Regions from separate parts of the Mus musculus genome. Here region 1 is linked to region 2. Evidence: chromatin contacts called from public HiChIP or PLAC-seq data. All regions are on one chromosome and are shown on one strand. The core of a region is the stretch at or near the end of the contact, and the rest is flanking DNA. Distances in the headings are between cores, read along the strand shown. Region 1 holds the start of Dbndd1 (dysbindin (dystrobrevin binding protein 1) domain containing 1). Region 2 holds the start of 4732419C18Rik (RIKEN cDNA 4732419C18 gene).

Region 1 (6,388 bases), core at 1,493-3,992, 240 kb before region 2:
TTTGCTGATGCCCTAGTTCTAGCACATTTGTGACTTGGAAACTAGGCCTCAATCTCATGTTTCTTGCTGTGCTCCCAAGGCTGGGCCACTTTTTACACCACTGAACAAGGGAACAATTAATGACATGAATATGTAAACAGAGTGGCCACCAGCCGGGAGTGATGGTCACGGAGGTGATGGTCACCTGAGCCCATTTCCCCAGCATCTCTACCCCTGAATCTGTACCATCAGTGCAGTCTTTTAAGGATGCTGAGACCCCATGCCTACTCTCAGTGCAGGGCCACAGCCTCCTGTTTCTCTTCGACTCTGGGGACATCCTCCCTCCTTAGAGATGAGGAAGGGGCAGAGACTTGGTGCCCAAAGGCATCAGGTGGGCTTCTCAAGGAGGGCAGCAGCTTTTACACTCTCATGCACATGCCTCAGCTCCATGATCCCATGCTTTAAAGAAATTATTACCTGGGGAATGATGGGGCATGCCTTTAATTCCAGCGCTCAAGAGCTGAAAGCAGGCAGACCTCCGAACTCCAGGCCAGCCAGGGCTACCTAATGTCACCTTTCCCATCCCCTAAATTCTTTAGGTTTAAAAATTGTCTATTAGGCTTGGCATGATGGTACACACACCTTTAGACTAAGGAGGTGGGGGTTAAGCCTGGTCTACATAGCAAGATCCAGGGTAGCCAGGGCTACATAGACCCTGGCTTAATGATACATTATAAAGATTTTACTTTTGGGAGATCGTTTCTTCAGTGGCTACTGATGAATAACAGGTCTAGATTTAATGCGGAGTACTAGAGGAAGGCTGGCAAGGTCTGTATGAGCGAGCCCTGCTGCGGGCCTGGGAGATGGAACACAGAGCTCCATCCTCCTGGGCTCTGCCTTTTTTGTGTTTCACAGGCTCCAAAACAAAGTTACCATTACAGTCACCCTTAGGGAGCCCCACCAAGCACAGCCCACTAGCTCAGGATGCAGACAAGAAAACACGCTAAAGGCACCAAGAGAGAATTCCCTCTTAGCTTTTGCCTCCCGACATGCAGGCACGGTACCAGCTCATGATAGGTACTTGGGATTTGTTCACTGAATCGGGCGTCTGAGCCCCCCACCCCCAGCCAGTAATGCATACATCAGAGACAGCATACTCCATCTCTGCTTAAGCTTGTGGGCTTGTTCTTTCTTTCCTCAGAGAAAGAAAGAAAGAAAGAAAGAAAGAAAGAAAGAAAGAAAGAAAGAAAGAAAGACAGACCTCTGCCCTATACAAGGGGGCTGCCTGTATTGACAGCCATGCTAACGGAGGCTCAGGGGCACAGGCAAGTTTCCAACATCGCACAGCTCAAAAAATAACTCTGAGCTCTACAAGCCAAGTCCTTGCTCTCCAAACCATCTACCTTCTGGTACCCACGGAGCTGGTGCTGGGAAGACCCAGGGTCTGGGGACTGTCAATAGCAAGAACGCTGGTCTCCCATAAAAACAAAACAAAGCACAACCAATCCCACTGGCTGGAAAGTGTCTGGCGCTTAGGCAGATAAGGGTTTTCAAGCAGGACACTGCTCCCCGCCTGTAGACATAGGAGCCGCTTGGGGACAGCTCCCACGGGCAACCCTTTGGACTTCAGAAGAAGCCATCGTGTGGCTGGGTTGCAGGCGGAATGGCAAGCTGGCCAAATCCTCAGACACTTGGTGTTTCCTTGGGATGGGATCTTCAGGAAATCCTAGAGGTGTTGGGTATGGCTAAGCAAGTGATGGATTGTTCAGATTACATCCAAGTTCCCACAGCGATGGATCCCTGAAAAGCTTTCTGGAAAGCTGAGACGCAGGGTGGGTGATTTTTAAGAGTTTTCTCTCTATTATCAGCCACCCGCCTGTGGGCACGCTCCAAGGAGGGCAGACCCTGCGGTAAGATGTTAACCTCAAGGGTCTTCAGCTGCTGGGAGAGGCCGAGGAAGGAGCACACCATTCACACCTTCCCTTCCAAATATATGGCAGCTGGGCAGCTCGGAGGCCGCTGCCCTGCAGCACCAAGAGCTCGGGTGCATGCGCCATGACCTCACAAAAACCCCAGCTCAGTCGGGAGCCCCAGACCCCCTTCCGCCTCTTGTCATTCCTCCTGGTATCGCGGCTGGGGCGAACAAAGCCTACGCGTGAACAAGCGGGTAGCATCGCCCCTACGAATCCCCTCTCCAGATCCCTAACTCCGGCCCCTACACGCCCCTCCCCCGCTCCCAGGCTCGGCTGGCAGGGGGCTCAGGACGCAACCCCTGGTCACCTCCTTGGAGGGCAGTCCGCAAGCCTTCCGGAGCCCGGAGCTCGCATATCAGGGAAAGAGACGCAGTCTGTGTTTGCCGAGCCGGATACCCGCACGTTTCCAAGGATCTGGCCCGGCCCCCTCCTCCGCCCCTAGCTCTGAGTCGGACGGGCGGGCTCAGAAGGCATCAGCGGGTCTCCAGGCCCCGGGAGTAGCTGGCTAGTGGGCAGAGGGAGGGGCTGCGGTTTGTTGTTGGGTTCTGGGGGCCGGGGTCGGACTCACCTCCCGGACCAGCGCCCTCGGGAGACTCCATGCGGCCAATGGGGTCCGCGGGGGGTGTGGGCAGCGGCGGCGACAGCCCGGGTGCCCCAACTGCTCTGGTGACTACTGAGTCCGGGCTTCGGGCACAGCGCATCGGGGCAGCAGCTAAGGGGCCGCGGTGGCGGGGAGGAGCCCGCGGGGCGGGGCGCGCAGCTGCTTCTGGCGCCGCTCCCCTCCCCATCTCCAGCAGCCAGCAGCACAGGTGCAGCCCCGCCCTGCTCCTCGCGCGCCCCCTGCCGACCCGGCCAACAACAACCCCCCCCCATCCCACTCCCACCCCCCCACCCCCACCCCCACCCACCCTTCTGCAGGGACGTAGCCCTTTGCGGACCTCCGACTTCAGCTAGCTTCCCTGGCTCCTGCGCACTGAGCTGCGCGCTGGCTGCGGTCCATCTATCCATCACAACCTCGGGCTTTTGTGGGGCGCCAGCGACATGAGGAGCCTGGCAAAAGAGTTAGGAGAGGAGGTGCCACAAGAAGGGCCAAAGCAGCCCCAGAACCCTCAACTGATAAGCCTGGAATTGTGGACCTGATTAATGCTATTGAATCCATATTGAGAGTACAAGTCCGGGAGGAGTGGGGGGTGACCTGGTAAAAAGAAGGCCTTGGATGTATTGATAACCCACAGCTGGAGTCCCATCTCCAAACGCCAGTCCTGCATCAGACCTGCTTGCATGGCACAGTGTGCCATTTAATTTTACGTCGACTTAACACAGCTGAAGTTATCTGAGAGGCGGGAACCCCAATTAAGAAAACGCCTCCATAATGTTCCGCCGTAAGGCATTTTCTTAATTATTGATGTGGGAGGGCCAGGCCACTGTGGGTAGCGCTATTTCTGAGCTGGTAGTCCTGGGTTCTATAAGAAAGCAGGCTAAGGCCAGGCTAAGGCTAGGCCTTGGTACCACAGACCTTTAATTATCCCAGGGCTGAGGCAGAGAGGCAGAGGCAGGCGGCTCTTTGAAAACAGCTTGAGCAAGTCGTGAGGAGGAAGCCAGTAAGCAGCTCCTCCTCGGCCTGGGCGGCAGTTCTTGCCTCCAGCCTCCTGGCCTGCTTTCCCTTCTGGCCCTGACTGCTTTTGTCGACGAACAACGGTGTGGAAGTGTAAGCCGAGTATGTATTTCTCCCCAAGTTGTTTCGGTCGTGGTGTTTCCTCACAGAAATTGTAACCCTAACTAAGATACACAGTATCTCTTTACTCCTAGAGATCTAAAGATGCCCGGCACAGAGACCGACAGACAGCAACTTTCTCCAGGTTGCACAATTCAGGGTTAGAAGTCAGAAGGCCCAATCTAAAATCCATTTACACTTTTACAAAAAAACAAAAACAAAACAACAAAGGAAATTATCAGAGAAGATGAGTTATTCATAACTGAACAGGCTGAGGGGAATTTGAGTGGATGAAATAAGTTGGTACTGCCTTGGGCAGAATGGATGGCTAGGACAGTAGCCAAAAAGCTTCATTGAATCAAGTAGGGTCTGAGTCAAAGCTCTGGCTTTCTGCCCAGCTCTAGTGGACACAAGGTAGCCTGTGGCCTTTAAGCTTGAAGGCCGATTTCAGAAAGTTAAATAGTTCTTAGTTTACAAAACAAGGGAACATCCCCACCAGCTGGCTAAAGCCCTCTGAAACCCCACCAGGCCTGGCTGAGTCAGTGCTCGGTCCTTGGTCATTCCTTTCCTCCCTGGGACAAAACCAGGGTTATAAGGTTAGCTTAGGGGGAGGGGGAGGGCTGGAGAGATGGCTCAGCGGTTAAGAGCACTAAGTTCAAATCCCAGCAACCACATGGTGGCTCACAACCATCCCTAATGAGATCTGATGCCTTCTTCTGGGGTGTCTGAAGACAGCTACAGTGTACTTAAAATAAATAAATCTTAAAAAAAAAAAAAAGAAAAAGAGGGTTGGGCATAGGCCACTATTAGGTACCTGGGACATTAGCAGGCTGTGCTTTCCAAAATAGTAAAGCAGTTAAAATGTCAGGGAGCCAATCATGGTGCTACACACCTGTCCCAAATGCTTCACAGGTGGAGGCAGGAGGAGCAGTTCATGTTCATCTCTGATCTTGCTGATGGTCTGGCTTTGAGGTCAGCCTTGGCTACATGGACTCCGCCTCAACAAACAAGCCAAAACTGCTGGAACCATTTCTTCCAGAACCGTACCATCAGGATCTTTTAGCTGCAGTGCTGTTGGAGCCTGTGACTGCACTGGCTAGTAGAGTGTGGGAGATGTGAGACAGTGCAACTCCCAAGGCTAGGTCTTTAGGAAAGAAATCCAGCTTTCTTGGAAGGCTCCCGTAAAAAACAGGCTACCCGGAGTCCACCTGTGTATGTTCCGGCTGACAATCTGAGCTCTCGGCTGACAGCATTCGACAGCTGACCTAACTGTGCTCAGGTGCTTCTAGGTGCTGCTTTTGAGTTTCCCAGGCGAGTGGGGCTCGCCTTAAAGTTCACTGACAGCAAACAGCGTGGCGGCTATGTTGGACTTTTGTTAAGATTTACTACAAATAAGCCACTGTTAGAATGCTCACAAGGATCCGGTGTTGTTCTTCCAGCGGGCCATTCTTCAAGAATCTGGGAGAGGGGACACTGGGAGGTTGGGTTAGCAAACAGGGGAGTCTCATTGCTAGGAGCCTCAGATCCCCACCACTGAGCAATCTTTCTCTCCTGCTGCATCCACTTATGGGTGTGGAATCTTCATCCTCAGAGCAGGCAGAGGAGCATAACCTGCTGTCCCTTCTGTTTCTGTTTTACCCTGTCCTGCTAAGCCACTTTGTTGTTGTTTTGCTTTTGTTTTGTTTCTCTTTCTTTTTATGTATGTGCATACACTGCAGCTGTACAGATGGTTGTGAGCCTTTATGTGGTTGTTATGCAGGGTGCAGCCCTGCTCCAAGCAACTCCAATCAACTCGCTTATTTATTATTATAAATAAATACACTGTAGCTGACTTCAGACGCATCAGAAGAGGGCGTCAGGTCTCATTATGGGTGGTTCTACCTTCAGAAGAGCAGTCAGTGCTCTTACCCGCTGAGCCATCTCTCCAGCATTTTTTTCTTTTTTTTTTTTTTTTTTTTTTTTTTTTTTTTGAGACAGGGTTTTTGGTATGTAGCCCAGGCTAGCTTCCAACGCATGCAGTCTTCCTCTCAGCTTCCCCAGTGGTCGCAGGCATAACACCCTTAGCGTTTTTCTTTCTGGAAGCCCAGCTTTACACGTTCAGTCTCATCAGAGCAGCATGTGGAAGGAATTTTCACAAGCAGGGCAAGGTGGATGGGCCGCAGGAGCGGGCTCTTAGCTCAATATTTGCATCCAATTTGGGAACTTGGCTTGGGAGGCAGATTAATCATTCAGACTTTTCTCTTTATCCGTTCCTCCTTGTGAGCGCCCGCCATGTAGACTCTGGAGAACCCGAGGAACCACAATAGGTTTCTTCTGTAGCCCAAGTTGTAGTGGGAGAGAGACCAGCAATACACCGAGGGCAACACTAGCTCTTCTGGCGCGTTGTTAGGGACGCACTCCCGGTTGCCCAGGTCCCTTAGGGCGGGGGTGGGTGGGAGGGGAGAACTGGAGGATAGTCTCGCGAGGATTTGAGAACCAGCACGGGATCTAGTCGGAGTTGCCAGGAGACCGCGCAGCCTCCTCTGACCAGCGCCCATCCCGGATTAGTGGAAGTGCTGGACTGCTGGCACCATGGTGAGTCGGCCTGTGCTCGGAGTGTCCAGTGCACAGAGAACCTGGGAGGCTTTCGTGCAGAAATGTGGAGAGGGTCGGGTCCCCGGGACTGGGAGGGCCTGCAATTTTGGATTACTAGAATGGAGAGCTGGGCGCAGTTCTTCCGTGT
Region 2 (6,227 bases), core at 1,994-4,493:
TGTGTATGTATGAATGCATATGGATGTATTATGTGTGTGTGATATATGTTGTATGTGTGTGAGTGGTGTGTGTCTGTGTGTCTGTATATGTGTTTGTATGTGCATATGGCCTGTGTGCACATATGTATGTGTGTGTGTGCATGTATATGTGTGTGTGTATGTGGTCTGTGTATGGACATGTGTGTGTGTGTGTGTGTGTGATATATATGTGTATGGTATATGTGTGTGTGTTGCATGCATACATGTTCAGATGTGTGTAGGCACATGAGGGCAAACATGTACACTGAGTGTGGAAGCTGTAGACTGAGCTTGAGTGCCTTTCCCAATCCTTGTCATTTACTGAATCAGGGAATCTTGCTGAACCTGGAACTCACTGATTTGGATTGTCTAGCTACCCAGTTTGTCTGGGGCATCTAATCTAGAATGTACTAGTGGTCACACCACTGTGAATACACCAAGCATCACTGAGTTTGTACTTTAGATAGGTAGACTTCATAGTGGGCGAATTTCATCTCGTAAGGCCGTTTTAAAACAATGGGAGGGGCTCAAATCAACCAAGACTGTTCTTTCTTTTGGTGCCAATTGATTTTTGTAAACGTCACTCAAACCTAGGCATATTCCGGGAAGAGGAGCGTCAGCTGAGAAGGAGCTCTCGCTGCATGGCCTGTAGGCAAGTGTGTAGGGCAAGTTTAAAAAGTCAATGATCGGTGTGGGAATGCAGGCCTCTGTGGGTGTGCCACCCCCCCCCCCCCCGGCAGGAGTCCTGGGGGATGTGAGGAAGCTAAGCAAGCCAGCAAGCAGCATCCTACATGGCTGTGCTTTCCTTCTCGCCAGGTGCTTCTTGACTTGGCATCTCCTGATGGACTATGCCCTGGGTGGGACATGTACGCCGAATGAATAAATCCTTTCCTCCACAAGTTGATTTTGGTCAGTGTTTTATCACAGCACTAGAAACCTAAGGCAGGTACACACGTGAAATAAATGCATACGTGTGCACACACATGCACGCAAACACCACATGCATGCACACACACGAACGTGCATCATGTCTTCCCTCTGAGAGGAATTTACTCCTTTTGTCACCCATTCTGAAACTTGCTGTCAGTTGTGAAGGTGGATAGCCTTGGAGACCACAGGAACACTGACACCAAGGCGCACTCTCCTGGGTATTTCTCCCATGGGCACTTCCTCCAGAGTTCTCTCTCTCTTCCCCCACTCCCTCCTTTTCTCTCTCTCTCTCCCTCCCCGCCCTCTTTCTATTTTTATCTCAAGCACATAGTGACTATTAGTTCTCACTAAGTACTTCCGAACATAAGGCTTGATGGGCTTGCCTTGATAAGAAGAGATCCATTTAAAAGCAGTATCATGCAAAGTAAATATTTTCCTTTCCTCCTTTGAAACCTGACCAAGATGAACCTTCCGGAAAACATCTGCGCAGATGCTCTTTGGTCAGGCATCTCGACTGCTGTCATCCTTTGTCTTCACAACAGCCTTGCTCACATTGTCCCCTCCAAGTAATAGCAAATACTTCTGTGCTCTGGTCCCTGGGCTAAACAATTAACATTTTATTGATTATGTCACAGCACAATTCTGTGCTCAAATTCATTTCTTGTCAAAAGACATTGCTGCTGGCCCTGGTTTAGAGCTATAAACTATCCAACACGAGCCTTTTTTCTTTTTTCTTTTTTTTTTTTAAGATTTATTTATTTATTATATGCAAGTACACTGTAGCTGTCTTCAGACACACCAGAAGAGGGCGTCAGATCTCATTACGGATGATTGTGAGCCACCATGTGGTTGCTGGGATTCGAACTCAGGACCTTCGGAAGAGCAGTCAGTGCTCTTAACCGCTGAGCCATCTCATCCAACATAGGTTTTATTTCCTGGTTTCATTAAACCTTCCCATGGTTTTCACTAGACTGTGAACACTGACGTTCCTTCCAGTGTGTGGCAGGGCCCTGGAAGCCACCTGATGTGGGTGCACACACACCAGTGTGTACTGTGCTATGCTGTGCTGCAGCAGCGACAGGTAGAGATGCCTTCAGGTGGGACCTAAAAGCCAAGTGGCTTCTGCTGTCTCAGTAGCTCTGATTCATGTGGTTGAGGCAAAACTTCCTGGAGCTCCGATGCTGTGAGGCGACCCCAGGCCATGGAGAGACCCCACAGAAACACACTGAAGAGCAGCTGGTTCAGCTCAGCCTTGGCATCTCCCCAGCCTGATCGCCTGGCATGTAGTTGTCAGAGGGTCTCGGGTCCTGGCACCTAGCCAGTGGCATTCAAAACTGAGGCTTCACATGCTGATGCTGAGTCAGAGCCCAGCCATCCCCACTCCCGACCTTCCAAATTCCTGAGGCACAGAACTCATGGGGTCAACAAAGCAGCCATTGTATTAGACACTAAGTATGGAAGGACTTTGCCGGGCAGCGGGTAAGGACTGCTTCAGTATAGCGTGGATCAAATGATATGGGTGACCTTGTTAGCAGGCCAGCAACTGCCCCAGGGACCATCAAGGTCCAAGTGAAAACACAGCCTTCAAAATAGTATTCAGGCCCATTTGTCCCGAGGAAAAACCCTGGCTTCCTCCTAGAGTTATTTGTGTGTGTGCCTTTTAATTTTCAAGACGTTCTTAAATTATTTATTGAGGCTCCCATTTGTTTCTGGTTAGATTTTAGGCTCTTGGAAGCCAGACCACATCATACTGTGTTCTCCATACACAGGCATAGCACCAGGAGAACTTAGCACCTAGGCTCTGGTCAGCAGGACTCTGGGCCTTGACTACCTAGTTCTGTCACTGCACTCTTTCCTTCTGGCCTGGGAAACTTTGCCTAGGGGGGTTCCAGGAATGGACAGAGCCCAGATAGGTCAGGAGGCCTAGAGTAAAAGCAAGCTCTCAGCTCCCAACAGAGCCTTACCTTACCTAGGACCAGTGCCTTGGAGACTCATTTTAGCCCAAGAACACGACCCTAATCCATCCCAGCGCTGCTCTGAAGTTTCAAAGACAGAACGGCAGAAAAGGCTTTTGTACCTTTCACTCCGAAAATTCACTCCGCAAACGAGCACGCGGCGTTCCTACCTGCTGTGAGCTCCTCTGGAGGACTGCAGATAATAACAGTGATTATTTCCTGTCTGCGTTGCTGAGCCGCTCCCTCCCTAGCTGGTCTTCCTATTTCTATTTTTTGCGCCTTTAAAAGGCAGTCTTCACCCAGCAGCTGGGCAATCTTTTTAATATGCAAATCAGCCTCTCTCCTGTTCCTAATCCACCAGTGATTTCACACTGTGGTTAAAGACCGAGCCGCAGCTCAGGCCTGTGTAGCCGCCCTCTGCCCTTCACCCTCTTGACACACAGCTTCCGGGTCAGTCCTCCAACCTCACCGAGACTCTCACCTCCCCAAGGCGTTTTGCTCGCGCCATCTCTTGTGTAGATCTGTATCAAGTGCAGACCAGTGTATGCGTCAGCTCCCGAAAAGGATTCCTCACCTGGCTTCCTGTGCAGCCTCAGTTTACCACAGTGTCCGTCAATACAAATCCACCACAGACGGTGTGTCTACTCTCGGAGCAAAACAGCCACCACACGGTAGGCTCTCAGCAATCATTTGCTGAAGAATGAATGAATGAATGAATGAATGAATGAATGAATGAATGAGAAACACCCCACAGAGGATATGATGATGAGACGCTGTTGACAGACAGGTAAGGGCTTCTGGGGACCTGAGGCCACACCCTCTTCTCTGGGCGGAATGTTTCCCACGGAGTGAGACACAGCTGAGTGTGCCCGAGGCTTTCAGCCCTCTGGGGTCCTTGGCTGTGATGTCAGTGACTCCCTCAGCATCACATCTGCCTGGACCAGATCATTGTTCCTCTTCCTCTTGACATGCTTCCATGACAACTTACAATTAGGTCGGGCCCTGCCCTCAGAGAAGATTTTAGTAGAGTAAGTCACCACGGGACGAGGAAGAGATGCTGCAGGGCCTTCTACTGCAGCCCATCCCAAGCCAACCCTGTAGCCTGTGTCACTGTGAGAGCCACTCTGCCCGGTAAGGAGCTCAAAATGAATCACCATGACCGGGGCCCAGGTCTCCTCCACCAGCCCCAAAGACAAAGTGGGGCAGGGAAACCAGCCGAGTCTTTCTAAGTCTGTGTGTGACTCAGAGGTCAGGTGCTCCCCTACTGTAGGTCTGTTCTTTGTGGGCTGAGGGGGCTGAGAAAGATAATCTACACTCCAAGAGGACTGTAAGAAGCAGCAGGTGGTGGCTCCTGAGGTTGAAGGACAGGTTCTGGTTGCTCTTTGCTCCCCGATGGAGTCTAGCCACAGGAGGGCCATGAGCATTTGAGACAGCCCTCTGCCATAGATCTTGCTGCAGCTCTTTACCTTCTGCATGACTCCTTTTGTTCTGAGACACGGATCAAAGTTTCAGAGCCTTTCCCACAGGAACCCTGGAATGAACCCCTTGGTATGTTTATCCAAACTGGCATGTTGGGCTGGCGAGATAGCTCAGCGGTTAAGAGCACTGACTGTTCTTCCTAAGGTCCTGAGTTCAAATCCCGGCAACCACATGGTGGCTCACAACCATCCACAATGAGATCTGACGCCCTCTTCTGGTGTGTCTGAAGTCAGCTACAGTGTACATTATAATAATAAATAAATCTGGCTTTGAGCGAGTGGGGGCCCGACGAGAGGGAGCAAAGGCCCTAAAATTCAATGTACTCACATACATAAAATAAATAAATGGGGTAAAAGTAGATAAAGTAGCTGTCTGAAGTGGGTAGCTACCTGGACACAAAACACTAAGGAAAAAAAGACTCGGGGAAGGAGCTGGAAGCTCCCCTTTTCCTGAGACTCCAGAAGCAGGAACAAGAAGCACCACGGTGTACACAGCCTCCTCCCCAAGGGCCGGCTGGCTCCACTCAGTCCACAACCAGGCAGGCGGGTGGGTGGAATCATGACCTGGAATCTCCAGGATTTCCCATAGCAGGTAAGCTCTTGGTTCTGAACCATTCTATGTTCTAGAGTAGTGGTTCTCAACCTTCCTAATGTTGGGACCCACTCTTTAATATGTTGTAGTGAGCCCCAACAATAAAACTATCTTTGTTGCTACTTAATAACTGTAATTTTGCTATTGTTATGAATCATAATGTCAATCAATATCTGACGCGCAGGATAACTCATATGCAAAAGAGATCACCACCCACAGGTTGAGATCCACTGTTTTAGATTCTTAACAAGGTCCCTGGGAGGTAACCTGGTACAAGAAGGACCAGAGAGGCTCCCAAGGTTTGTTTGACCTTCTCCAAGTCCTGCCTGGGATCTGACTGAGAGGCAGGCTCTCATAGCAGGCTCATCTCTCTCTAAAGTTCACAGACCATCTTCTCCCTTTCTGTACAGTGGCCATGATGGTACAATCAGATCACCGCAGTAGGGGGCATACTGTGTCACCTGAGAGCCTAGGCCTCTCTCTTAGACCTGCCTGACCAGTCTCAGCCAAGATCTGCTCATTGAGCTGTCCCTACTTCAGCAGGAGAGATCAGACCCTCACCCAAGTCAACGCTTCCTGGCCAGGCTCTGACTCTCACTCGGGTTAGGCTCGGCCAACGGGAATCAGAAGGGAGCCGGCTCAGAGAGCAGGCGGGAAGGTTGAATAATCTGACGACGTCTGAGTATTGTTCTCATGCTTTTGGTGGTTTAACACTGCTAGCTCTGTGTGTTCAGAGCCGTAAGCTGCTGCTCTGCGAAGTTTTAAAAACTCTGTAAGTGGCTTCACACTGCAGTTAGCAGTTTATGGTCAGCTTCCCTTCTTAAAATTACATTTTGACATTTATTTATTTTTTTGACCGTGTAGTCTGTCTGAATTCATTATACTGCCACAGATTTAATCTAAAGCTTTCTAATACCCAGTTAGCAAGATGGTTCAACAGGGAAAGGTGCCCGAATCCTATTCCTAAGGCTCACGTGGTGGAAGGAGAAAACCAATTCCTGTAGGCTGTTCTCTGATCTGCACACTCGTGCGCTCAGGGGTGGGGGGTAGGGCAAACACACACACACACACACACACACACACACTAAAATGAGAGAGAGCGCGCATACCTGTTTTCCTTCTTAGGGGTGCAGCCTGGCAGTTTGGTTTGTTGATTCTTCCCTTCATTTGTGCAGTGAAGCAACTTACTGCTGGAGGCAGGCCAGGCAGCTTGTCCTGCAGTCACCTTCCTTTATCTGTGTGTGGTAAAATCAC

The links. HiChIP or PLAC-seq counts read pairs in DNA pulled down with a chosen protein or histone mark.
Region 1: a FOXA1 HiChIP or PLAC-seq map of pancreatic cancer cells shows a contact between it and region 2. The contact joins the promoter of Dbndd1 here to the promoter of 4732419C18Rik in region 2. A contact is called at or near these places in 2 of 115 datasets of contacts at active chromatin or transcription factors (embryonic stem cells and pancreatic cancer cells) and 3 of 9 other capture datasets (adipose tissue, liver and pancreatic islet).

What each region holds. Positions count from the first base shown.
Region 1 is chr8:123,512,713-123,519,100 of GRCm38.p6, forward strand. Dbndd1 (dysbindin (dystrobrevin binding protein 1) domain containing 1) reads right to left here and starts at 2,743. Exons shown (of 4, transcript NM_028146.4): 1 at 2,521-2,743. The coding sequence starts at 2,653. It overlaps Gas8 (growth arrest specific 8), which reads left to right and starts at 6,123. Exons shown (of 11, transcript NM_018855.2): 1 at 6,123-6,240. The coding sequence starts at 6,238.
Region 2 is chr8:123,750,985-123,757,211 of GRCm38.p6, forward strand. It overlaps 4732419C18Rik (RIKEN cDNA 4732419C18 gene), which reads right to left and starts at 3,244. Exons shown (of 3, transcript NR_166622.1): 1 at 3,074-3,244.